Linked DNA regions of Gossypium hirsutum: region 1 is linked to region 2. The links are chromatin contacts, called in public Hi-C maps. All regions are on one chromosome and are shown on one strand. Each heading gives the region's core, a stretch centred on a gene start, on an enhancer-like site or on the middle of the called end of the contact. The rest is flanking DNA. Distances are from core to core; before and after follow the strand shown. Region 1 holds the start of LOC107895060. Region 2 has its middle 21 kb from the start of LOC121213409.

Region 1 (5,272 bases), core at 69-2,568, 580 kb after region 2:
TAAATTAATGAATGTAATACAATTTAAAACTTTACTCATACAATAAGTAAATTGAATGTAAAATTAGAGATTTGAGTTACATAGGCCTTGCAATTATAACTATGAGTTTATTTGCACTAAATTCACCTATTAAATTATTAAATATAGATGTACAAGTTATATTTTATTAGTTAGATATCTATTTTATTTTTTAAGAATAATTTAAATTCAATTATCATTGTATGGATGTAAAATTATTTCAATTTTGATGATGCATGCTCTATTTAAATTCCATCCTCAATATGTATAGTGCTATAAACATGCAATATTGTAGGTTTATACTTGGGAGTATGCTATGAAAGTGTAGGAGATAAAACAAGATTTTTGTGACTATTAGAGGAGAAAGAAAAGTTTGGTCCACCCATCTTTGTGGTTTCTTTAATTTACATATTTCATTTTTTTTTCTTTGTCTCACTTTGGATTTTTCTTCTTTCAGTTTTGTATCATTAATTTAATCTTCTCTGCTACAATATCTTTAATTTTTTGGATTATTTGTATATAAGTTGAGGGTAAAAAGATATATCTTAAATTTAATAATAAGAAATTTAATTTTTTTAGATAAGATTTTCGATTCGGAGCTTATGATTAAAGAAAATAATACTAGAAAAAATTATCTCAAAAAGTTAAGTATAACCCAATTTAAATCCGAAACACTTTATATGGAGGTAACTTTTGAATACCCAAACCAGAGGGAAAGAGAAAACGAGACTAAATATATGGAGGTATTGGTGTCCATGCTAAGTTAAAAGGGTTATTTAGGAATGGGCGTTTCCGGTAAAAAAACAACAAATTTAAGAAACATGATTGCATTTAAATATGAATAAAATGGAAATTTTTTATAAAAAATTAAAATGATATAAATTATTAAAAGGAAATAAAGTTTATAATATATGGAAATTACTTGTTTAAAAGTGGAAAAAAAAAACTTGGATATCTGAATAAAAGACAAAGCAGAGCATAACCAAGCATAAAATTAGATTGTAGAATTTAAGTAATTTTATATTTTTAAGAAAATTGTCCGAAAACAATTAAATAATCATAAATTGATTCTGTTAATAATGGGTATTGATTTATTGCTATTAATTAAAAATTATTTAATTATCATTTTAAAAGAAATGCGTTTAGTGTATTATTTTACTAAATTTTAAAAAATAATTTTTTTTATAAATACACTCATTTCAATGATTTTTGAGATGTATTCAAGCTGATAAAATTAATATGCATAAAAAAATATATTTTATTATTAATAAATATTGTGCACATTACAACCGAATGTGCAAACTGAATGTGCGAACCAACAAGAATACAAACAATATGTATGTTATTGAAGCTGATGTGGCATTAATGTAAGGTAATATATATACATGCCTTCCTCGTGTTGGATATTTTGTGCAAGAGCCTTTTCTTCTGTTGTTGTTGTTGTTTTTTTCTTTCTTTCTCTCTCTCTTTCTCCTCTTTCTTCATTTTTAGTTTAGTTTTTCAATTGTGGTTAGAAAAGGAGATTATGGGTAAGCTCATAGAAGAGAAGGCTCTTGATCAGAAATTGAATGGCCATCAGCATCGTGATCACGATCATGCTCGTCAAAAACCTGGGCTTAATAATAATTATAATAATAAAAGCCTTGAAGAGAAAGTTTCAGAGTTTTTGTACAATGATTTTGCCGAATCAGATGGTAGTTGTGTTAATGATGCAACAACCGATGGCTATGGATCAGATGGTAATGAATCCAATGATTCTATCCAACACACCCTTTACTGGGAATCCCAGCAGGCCTTGCTTCAGGTACATTTCTATCTCTCTTTTATCATCATACAATTTAAATAATTTCTTTTTAATCAGATTGTTGTTAATGTAAAGAAATAATGGTGAATATCGTCATCTATGAATGTTAAAACACAAATCTAATAAAACTCTTTCATATTCTATTCACACTCTCTTCTTTAATACAAATTAATCAATAAATTGAATATAAATAGATAGATAAATAGGCAGATGAGTACGAATTAAATTATAAATTTCTAAAAAGAATCGAATTATAAATTATAATGTTTGAAAGTAGTAAAATAATATTAAGTGTGAAAATGAAAATATTGTATTTTAGTGTGGGGCTTTTTTTTCAAAATGATATCATGATATTATTTTCCTGGTAATGGTTTCAAGTGATGAAAAATCTGAAATAGCAGACAAATAATGGAGTAGCTTTCAATTCACAGGAATAAACCTAAGCAATTGATAGGTGTATCTACGAACCACGAAAATTTATACGACCCTTAATTTACTTCCATTAAAAGCTTGATTTTCTTTTCTCTTATTTTTTAAATTACTGATAATCTAAATTATTAAATTTGTGGTTGGATTATGGTGTGCTTGTTTTTCAAATGAATGATTCTAATTAATCCACATGTTTGGTTACTAATGTGATCCCCTTTTTATGAATGGATGATATTCTTTTATTCATTCAACTCCAGCCTTATATTCATCCAAAACAGAAATCCAGCCTAATAATTACTAATTTATATATGTAATGCTGTATATAAAGTTTGAACTGATAAAAACCATTATTGTTATTTAGGTTAAAATTTTCAGTCAATTTTAGTTTTTATATTTTTCAAATTTTAAAATTTTAGTCCTAATCCAAATAATATGTAAGTTGTTGATTTAGTCTTTATTATTCAATTTGATCATTTTTAGCCTTTATATTTTAAAATAAAAAATTCTAGTTCTAATTTATATGGTACTCATCAAATCCATTAATTAAAGTAACATGTTTTTTTATAAATAAATAATATATGAAAACAAAAAATTGACATGACATTATACATGTGATTATGTGTTTGTCGTATAAGATTTTAAAAATAGTAGAATTTAACTTAACAAAATTTAACAGTTACCATTTGATCAAGATTAAAATTATAAAATTAAAAAAATGTACAAACACTAAAAATGGCCAAAATAGACTATACTTAATTTTTATTTTTACTTTTTTAAATATTGAGTACATAATTAAATTTTTTATGATTATAATATTGAGAGAGGGAGGGGGTTGAACTGATATCACCTAAGTTGGAAGCAAAGTCTTGGCTATAATTAAAAAGTGGGTATGAGAATAAATAAAGTTGTGAGAGATATTGAATTCAAATAATAAAATTATTCAGGGTGAAGCAGTGGTCTTAGTATCTTATTTTGATTTCTCTGAATTTAAATGATTATATATGGATGCTAAAACAAAAAATTCCTAGCTTTGCATTAGATTTCATTTCTTGAAAGTTGCATGAAGATGTCATGTTAAAAATCGAATATCGGATTCAGTCTGAAATTAGAGTTGCCTTCCAGGAAATACTAGAGCGTTATATGTTAATAGGTTCCAAGTTACGGCAAGAAGTTAATGGAATAATAGAGGAAGCCAAAGAGACGGAGTTTTGTAGCTGCATTAATCAATATCAAACCTTAAGCTTTGATATTGGTTGCATCAACTGCTTGCGCAAGAGAGTTATAAATCTGCTTTGTCACAAAGGCCTTAAGGCCACTCTCTGTGTTTCTAAGTGGAAACACACCAAAAACTATCCCGCAGGTTTGGTTTTCTTTAAATTATTCGTGTCGTGTTTATGTTGTTTTTCGTGTGAAACTGAAGATTCAGGATTTATTCATTAGGGTCACATGAATACATCGAGGTGATGGCAAGCACACAAGGGCGAAAGAAGCAAATCCCACTTGTAATCGAATTGGAATTCAGGGACCAATTCGAGATCGCGAAAGCATGCGACGAGTACATGAAACTGGTAGACAAATTACCGTTGTGTTACGTAGGCAAAACTGAGTACCTCAACCCTATCGTGGGAGTGATGTGCGATGCTGCCAAAAGGTCAATGGAGGAGAAGAAACTGCATATGGGTCCTTGGAGAAAGCGAAGCTTCATGCAGATGAAATGGTCTGGTACTTCCGAGCGACGATCCCTTAACGACGAACCCTTGAGGCAACTACTTCATCAATCCTGCTCAAAATCTTCCAAACCTGCTGCCGCAGGAATCATTTCCAAACGAAAACTTGACGCTTCTTGCTGATACAGATGCTGGGGGATGCATTTTTGGTCTCATGATTAAGTGATTCCATAGTTTTCAACCTAATGAATACTATAATGTACGATCAATGGCAAATGTTAGTGATAAATATATGAAACCGCAAAATAATGATTGCTATATATATAATTGAGACGAGCCCTCAGTATTTTTGTACTATGAGAGACACAGAGAAAGAGAGAGATCATATATTAGAAATTTTGTTAAGGAAAGAAAGATCCAAGTCCAGTGCTGCTGAATGGGGCACCAACTTTGTATCTTGAGAGACATTAAAGTGTGAATACAGGGTCATATAGCCATAACAAGCAGGAATTGGATAATTGTACCGGAATTTATGTAAACAGTTTGATTCACAGCCAAGTTTTGCAATAATACCATCTGCATTGCTTATTAAGTGTATAGGCTACACTACAATCTAACATGGTTCTTTCACCTGTAACATGATCTATCTTGCAATCTTTCATTTGCAACTCTCCCATTACTCATATGATACCTCCCTTTTACTATTAAAAAAAAGATAGTTCCATTTTCTTTTATATTTATCCAAGAAGTAGCAAAGCTGTGTAGAATTTAGTTTTCGGTATCTACTAAGTCTATGTTTAGAGTGGAGGTGAAGAAGGGAAAGTAAAGAAAAGGATAACCTTTTTCCCTCATTTGGATAGACATCATAAGTTAGGCTAAGAAAAGCAAAGAATGTTGAGTTAAATTTTTTTATGTACACCAATTTGAGGGAAAGCTAAGGAAAGGAAAGTAGAATAAGTTTTAAGATTGTATTCTCTTTTTTTTATAAATAATCCTATGAAAATATTATAATTATAAAAATTGATTATAATTAATCTTTTTTTTCCCCTTCCACTATTTATCCAAAGAAAAACTATTAAAATTACTTAACTTTCCTTCCCTTTACTAAACTTCAATGATGCAAATAATATAATAAATAATTGTTTACTTAAATTAGCTTTCCACTCTTTTACTTTCCTTTCCTTTACTACTTTTAATCTGAATATAGTGTAAGGGATGAATTGACAGAGCTCAATTTATTATCGTAAATTTGGTTCGTTAGAATAGAATAGAAGAGAAGTACCATAATTATTTGGAAAAAATGAAATACAGGGAGAGTGGGTTGAATATAACAGACAAGGAATAGTATTACATT
Region 2 (5,254 bases), core at 141-2,640:
TTTGATGATTTAGTTTCTAAATGTTACAAGGTTCAGTTGTCAAAGGTGAGACGTACAGCTAATGAAGTAGCAAATTAGCTTGTGAGACGATGAAGGGATGGATTTGAGGCTGAGGGCTAGGTTAAGAAACCTCCATCCTCGTTGATTGCTCGCATTGATTTTTTTATTTTTTGGAGTTGCAGGATTTTGTCACACTTGCTACTAAGAATACAGGACAGGTGGATGAGCCAAGTTAAGTGGAACCACGCAGGAGCAAGAGGGAAAGAAGAATTCCAACCTCTCTAATGGATTTTGTCCTATCTTAAGGAACAACCTATAAATAAGACGCGTGTGTAAGCCCTGAGGGCATATGAAAAAACCTAAATTTACTCTTTTCATTGAAATCTAAGCTTTTTTCTTCCTCATCTAATTCTTTCAATTTCTACACTATTTTTTTTCAAATCTGATCATAACAAATTGGTGCTTTCATTGATATTCTTCATGGTGAATCATTCTGAATCCATTAAAGCCCTTTAAGACTCTACAATTCACCATGACAAGGTTCTCACCTTGTTACAAAATCATGTTACGACTCAGGAACAATGGAACGCAACTACCCAACTCACACTTCAGGATATGCCCAGTTAGTTACACGCCATCTCTGCCCAGTTGGGAATCTCGGCAATTACATCAAGAGGAAGCGACGTCACCATCGATAACAGTGTGGTGCGGGGAAAGGTAAAGGTTCGCGCCAATTCAGATGATGTTTTTCCCTTTGCTCCAAAACTTGTTCAAGTGGAACTTCCTTTGTTTACTGGGAAAGATCCAGAGGAATGGTTAGCATCGGCCCATGATTTCTTTGAGTTCTACGGTATGGAAGACCATCACCGCGTCACTATGGCTTCTTTCGAAATGGATTGCACGGCGAACAAATGGTTTCGGTGGATGTAATACCGATGGCATCTGGCCGGGTGGAATCACTTGGTTGACTCGATTAGAAAGCGATTCATTGTTTTGGAAATTGAATCACCAACGGGACAATTATCCAAACTGACTCAAACAACGACAGTGGAGGATTATCAATCTTAGTTTGAGGATTTAGCTTTACGTACTCATAATTTATCCGATTAGTTTTTAATGCACTGCTTTATATCAGGCTTGCAGGAAGATATCAAGAATGAGGTGTTTAGTCATTGTTCTTCTTCTATGATCAAGGTTCAGGCACTTTCTTGATTTTAGGAAGCTCGTTTACACGATAAACGGCAATTGGGTCGGGCCTCCTCCAACAAGCTACCACCATTATTACCCACTCCCAATCTAGTTGTTACTGGGCCTAAGTTTCAACCGGGCTGTCCCCCTCCAGTAGATCAACCCAATCCAGCAATTTCCACTATTCCAATGCCTCGACATATTTCTTCGGCTGAAGCTTAAGCACGCTGTGAAAAGGGGCTGTGTTATTACTATGATGCCAAGTATATGCCTGGGCATAAATTCAAGACCCTCAACTATTTCTTTTGGATGATGAAGGCACATCCGTTGTTTCAACTCTACCACAACCACCACAACTCATTGTTACCTGGGACGGTGATGACATTGATGAATCTGGTCAGGATCAATCCTTGGTTTTCTTGAATGTCTTGGCAGGTTGTATTCACCCTAATACCTTTTGAGTCGTAGGGAACATTTCTGGTCATCAGGTTCAAATTCTCATCGACGGCGGTAATACGCATAATTCTATCTTCAGTCTCGCGTGGCTAAGCATTTGAGACTTTCGATTACATCTACTTCTAATTTTAGAGTCATGGTAGGCAATAGTCAAAAACTGTAGAATGGGGGGTGTATCAAGGATCTTCGTTTACGTGTTCAAGGGACTGAAATTGTGATAGACTTTTATGTGATTCCCTTGGAAGGTACCAAATTGGTTCTTGGGGTCGCGTCGCTAGTTACTTTGGGTTTAATAATAATGGATTTCTCCAAATTATCGTTTCAATTTCGACAAGGCACCATCGACATTCATTGGTTGGGTGAGTCTAGTTCAGTTCCTTAACAGGTTCATATGCAGTCTCTTTGTCGGATGGCTGACGCAAACGTCATTGCCACGTGTTATCTGTTGCATCTTCAACAAACACCATTGGTTGAGCCTTCGGTTGAGTCGACTGACATGGTAGCTCTCTTGGAAGAGTTTGAGTCAATATTTGTTCCCCCTCAGGGCCTTCCACCTACTCGACAAAATGACCACGCCATACATCTCCAACCAGATGTAAAGCTAGTCAATGTTCACCCTTATCGTTATCCATATTTCCAAAAAGCAGAGGTCAAACGCCAAGTTCAACAGATGTTGGATTAGAACTTAATCCGTCGGAGCACTAGTCTATTTTCTTCTCCGGTCATCCTCTTCAAGAAAAAGGATGGCACGTGGTGATTCTATGTGGATTATAGAGCGTTGAACACCGTCACAGTCAAAGACAAGTATTCCAACGGCCGATGAATTGTTTGACGAGTTGGGCAACTCTCAGTTTTTCTCAAAGCTTGATTTGCTTGCTAGCTACCACCAAATTAGAGTTTAGGCTGCCGATGTTCACAAAACTGCACTTTGCACACACGAGGGCCACTACGAATTTCTTGTCATGCCTTTTGGCTTGACCAATGCTCTATCTACTTTTCAGGCTACGATGAATGATATTTTTTGCCCATTTTAAAGCAAATTTGTGATGATCTTTCTCGATGATATACTAGTTTACAGTCGTTAGTGGCAGGACCATTTGGAGCATGTTCGGCAAGTCCTCTTACGATTGCAGGAGACTGGATTTGTTGCCAAGCGAAGCAAATGCACATTTGGGCAACCTACAGTTGAGTATTTGGGACATATCATTTCAAGGGAGGGTTTAGCTGTTGATCCGGCTAAAATCAAGGCGATACGTGATTGGCCTGTCCCCACAACATTACGGGAAGTCTGTAGCTTTCTTGGTATTATAGGGTACTACCAATGCTTTATAAAAGGTTTTGCTTCCATCGTTGCTCTGATCTCGGACTTGTTATGAAAAGATCACCCTTTCGAGTGGACTCCTGCTGCTCAAACGGCACTAGAGCACCTTAAAACATGTCTTTGTTCTGCTCTGGTGCTGGGTCTGCCTCAGTTCGATAAAGAATTTCAGGTCAAAACAGACGCATCAGGTATCGGGGTTGTTCTCATTCAGGAGGGTAGACCTTTGGCCTATTTTAGTCAGAAATTATGCCCTCGTTTGTAGAATTCCTCGACCTACTCTTGCGAAATGTATGCGATAACACAAGCGGTGGGCAAATAACGCCAATATTTGATGGGTCGTAAATTCAGTATTCTTACGGACCAACATGCCCTATGTGAATTAAACCAGCAGACCATACAGACCCCGGAACATCAACGATGGCTCTCCAAATTGGTCTGTATGATTTTGACATTTACTATCATCTAGGGAAACAAAATACGGTCGCGGATGCCTTGTCGTGCGAAACATTGGCTAGTTTTATTGCTCTCTCTCGGCCTATTTTGGGGATTATTGAAGCAATTCGTGCAGCAACACTCGCCGATGGCTAAATACAATTGCTTCGAGCTAGTTTACAACAAGGTGCCACTACTTTAGTTGGATATGATGACAAAGATGGTTTAAGTTTATTCCAGGAGCGTGTTCTGGTTCCTAACGAGACAGCCTTGCGCACCTTGTTTTTGCGTGAATTTCATAGTTCAGTGTTGGGGGGTCATGCTGGAATTACAAGGACCTTCCATTGTTTTTCTGCTGGGTTTTATTGGAAAGGAATGCGTCAGAATGTTCGCCGTTTTGTTCTTAATTGTCAAGAATGTCAATGTATGAAGAGTGACAATTTATCGCCAGCAGGTTTGCTCCAACAAGTTTGCTTCAGCCTCTTCCTATTCCTTCCGAAGTATTTGAAGATATATCTATGGATTTCATTGTTGGATTGCATATGTCTAATCATAAAGAAGCTATTATGGTGGTCGTGGATCGTCTTACAAAGTACGGTCATTTTTTTGCTTTGCCTTGACATTTTGATAGTGCCTATATTGCTCGTGTTGTTATGCAAGGAGTGGTTAAATTACATGGTATCCCACAAACAATTGAGAGTGACAGAGATCATATTTTTCTGAGTGAATTCTGGACAGAATTGGCCAAATTACAAGGAACAAAATTATGTTTTAGTTCTACCTACCACCCCCAATCCGATGGTCAAATGGAAGCGTTAAATCGTTGCCTAGAAATGTATTTACGCTGCATGACGGGGGATGATCCTAGTGAATGGGAGAGATTTTTAGCTTGGGTGGAGTATTGGTATAATACAGCGTTCAAACATCTGTTGGCATGACACCTTTTCAGGCATTGTATGGTCGCGAACCTCCTACCATCCTAACATATTTGGAAGGTAGCTCTTCCAATGGGTAGCTAGCTCAGGAACTCTTGGAAAGAGACAAACTCTTGAAACTCTTGAAACACAATTTGAAAAAGGCTCAAACTCGCATGAAGCTCCAAGTGGACAAGCATCATCGCGATCTTAAATTGGCTGTTAGCAATTGGGCGTTTGTGAAATTATAGCATTATCGACAACTGTCTTTGCGATTGCAGCGGCATCAAAAACTTGGGCCTCGCTTCTTTGGTCCTTACCAGGTTCTACAACACATCGGATCGGTTGCTTATAAGCTTGACTTGCCAGACTCGACAAGAATTCATCCAATATTCTATATTTCTTAGCTCAAGCCTTACCTCGGACGACCACTACAGTAGATCACACCTTTGCCGCTGATGTGCGAGAACATTTCGCTTGCCTCTGAAACTTCAAACCTTGAGGACAAGGTTTCTTCTCCAGGAGGGGGTAATGTCACAGCTGCTATCAAGAATATAGGACAGGTGGATGAGAAAGGTCAAGTGGAAACCACGCAGGAGCAAGAGGAAAAGAAGAATTCCAGTCTCCCTAACGGATTTTGTCCTATCTTAGGGAACAAACTATAAATAAGATGCGTGTGTAAGCCCTGGGGGCATATGAAAAAACCTAAATTCACTCTTTTCGTTGAAATCGAAGCTTCTTTCTTCCTCATCTAATTCTCTCAATTTCTGCACTGTTCTTCTTCCAAATCTGATCATAACAATTCTTTTTGTGCTCTCTTTTATCTTTGGTATGTTTGTGTTGCTACGTGTTTCTTGTTTGGTTTTGGTTATGGAGTGGGATGTGTTTTTTGCTACGTGTAATTACTTTGAGTTTTGTTAACATTTTTATTTTTGAATGCAAA

The links. A called contact is a pair of places that touch in the nucleus more often than the background predicts.
Region 1: a contact with region 2 is called in a Hi-C map of leaf, with 2.5 times the contacts expected there. The contact joins the promoter of LOC107895060 here to the enhancer-like site in region 2. A contact is called at or near these places in 2 of 34 Hi-C or Micro-C datasets (both in leaf).

Annotation. Positions count from the first base shown.
Region 1 is chrA13:82,618,717-82,623,988 of Gossypium_hirsutum_v2.1, forward strand. LOC107895060 reads left to right here and starts at 1,319. Exons shown (of 3, transcript XM_016820260.2): 1 at 1,319-1,822; 2 at 3,374-3,611; 3 at 3,692-4,510. The coding sequence starts at 1,544. The coding sequence ends at 4,101.
Region 2 is chrA13:82,038,326-82,043,579 of Gossypium_hirsutum_v2.1, forward strand. No RefSeq gene overlaps it. Among protein-coding and RNA genes, the nearest start is that of LOC121213409, 21 kb to the right of the region's middle. Within about 2 kb of position 1,391, at least 9 of the 9 cell types and tissues checked have an H3K27ac peak or open chromatin away from gene starts, as enhancers often do. A contact at or near this core is called in leaf, where this site is marked.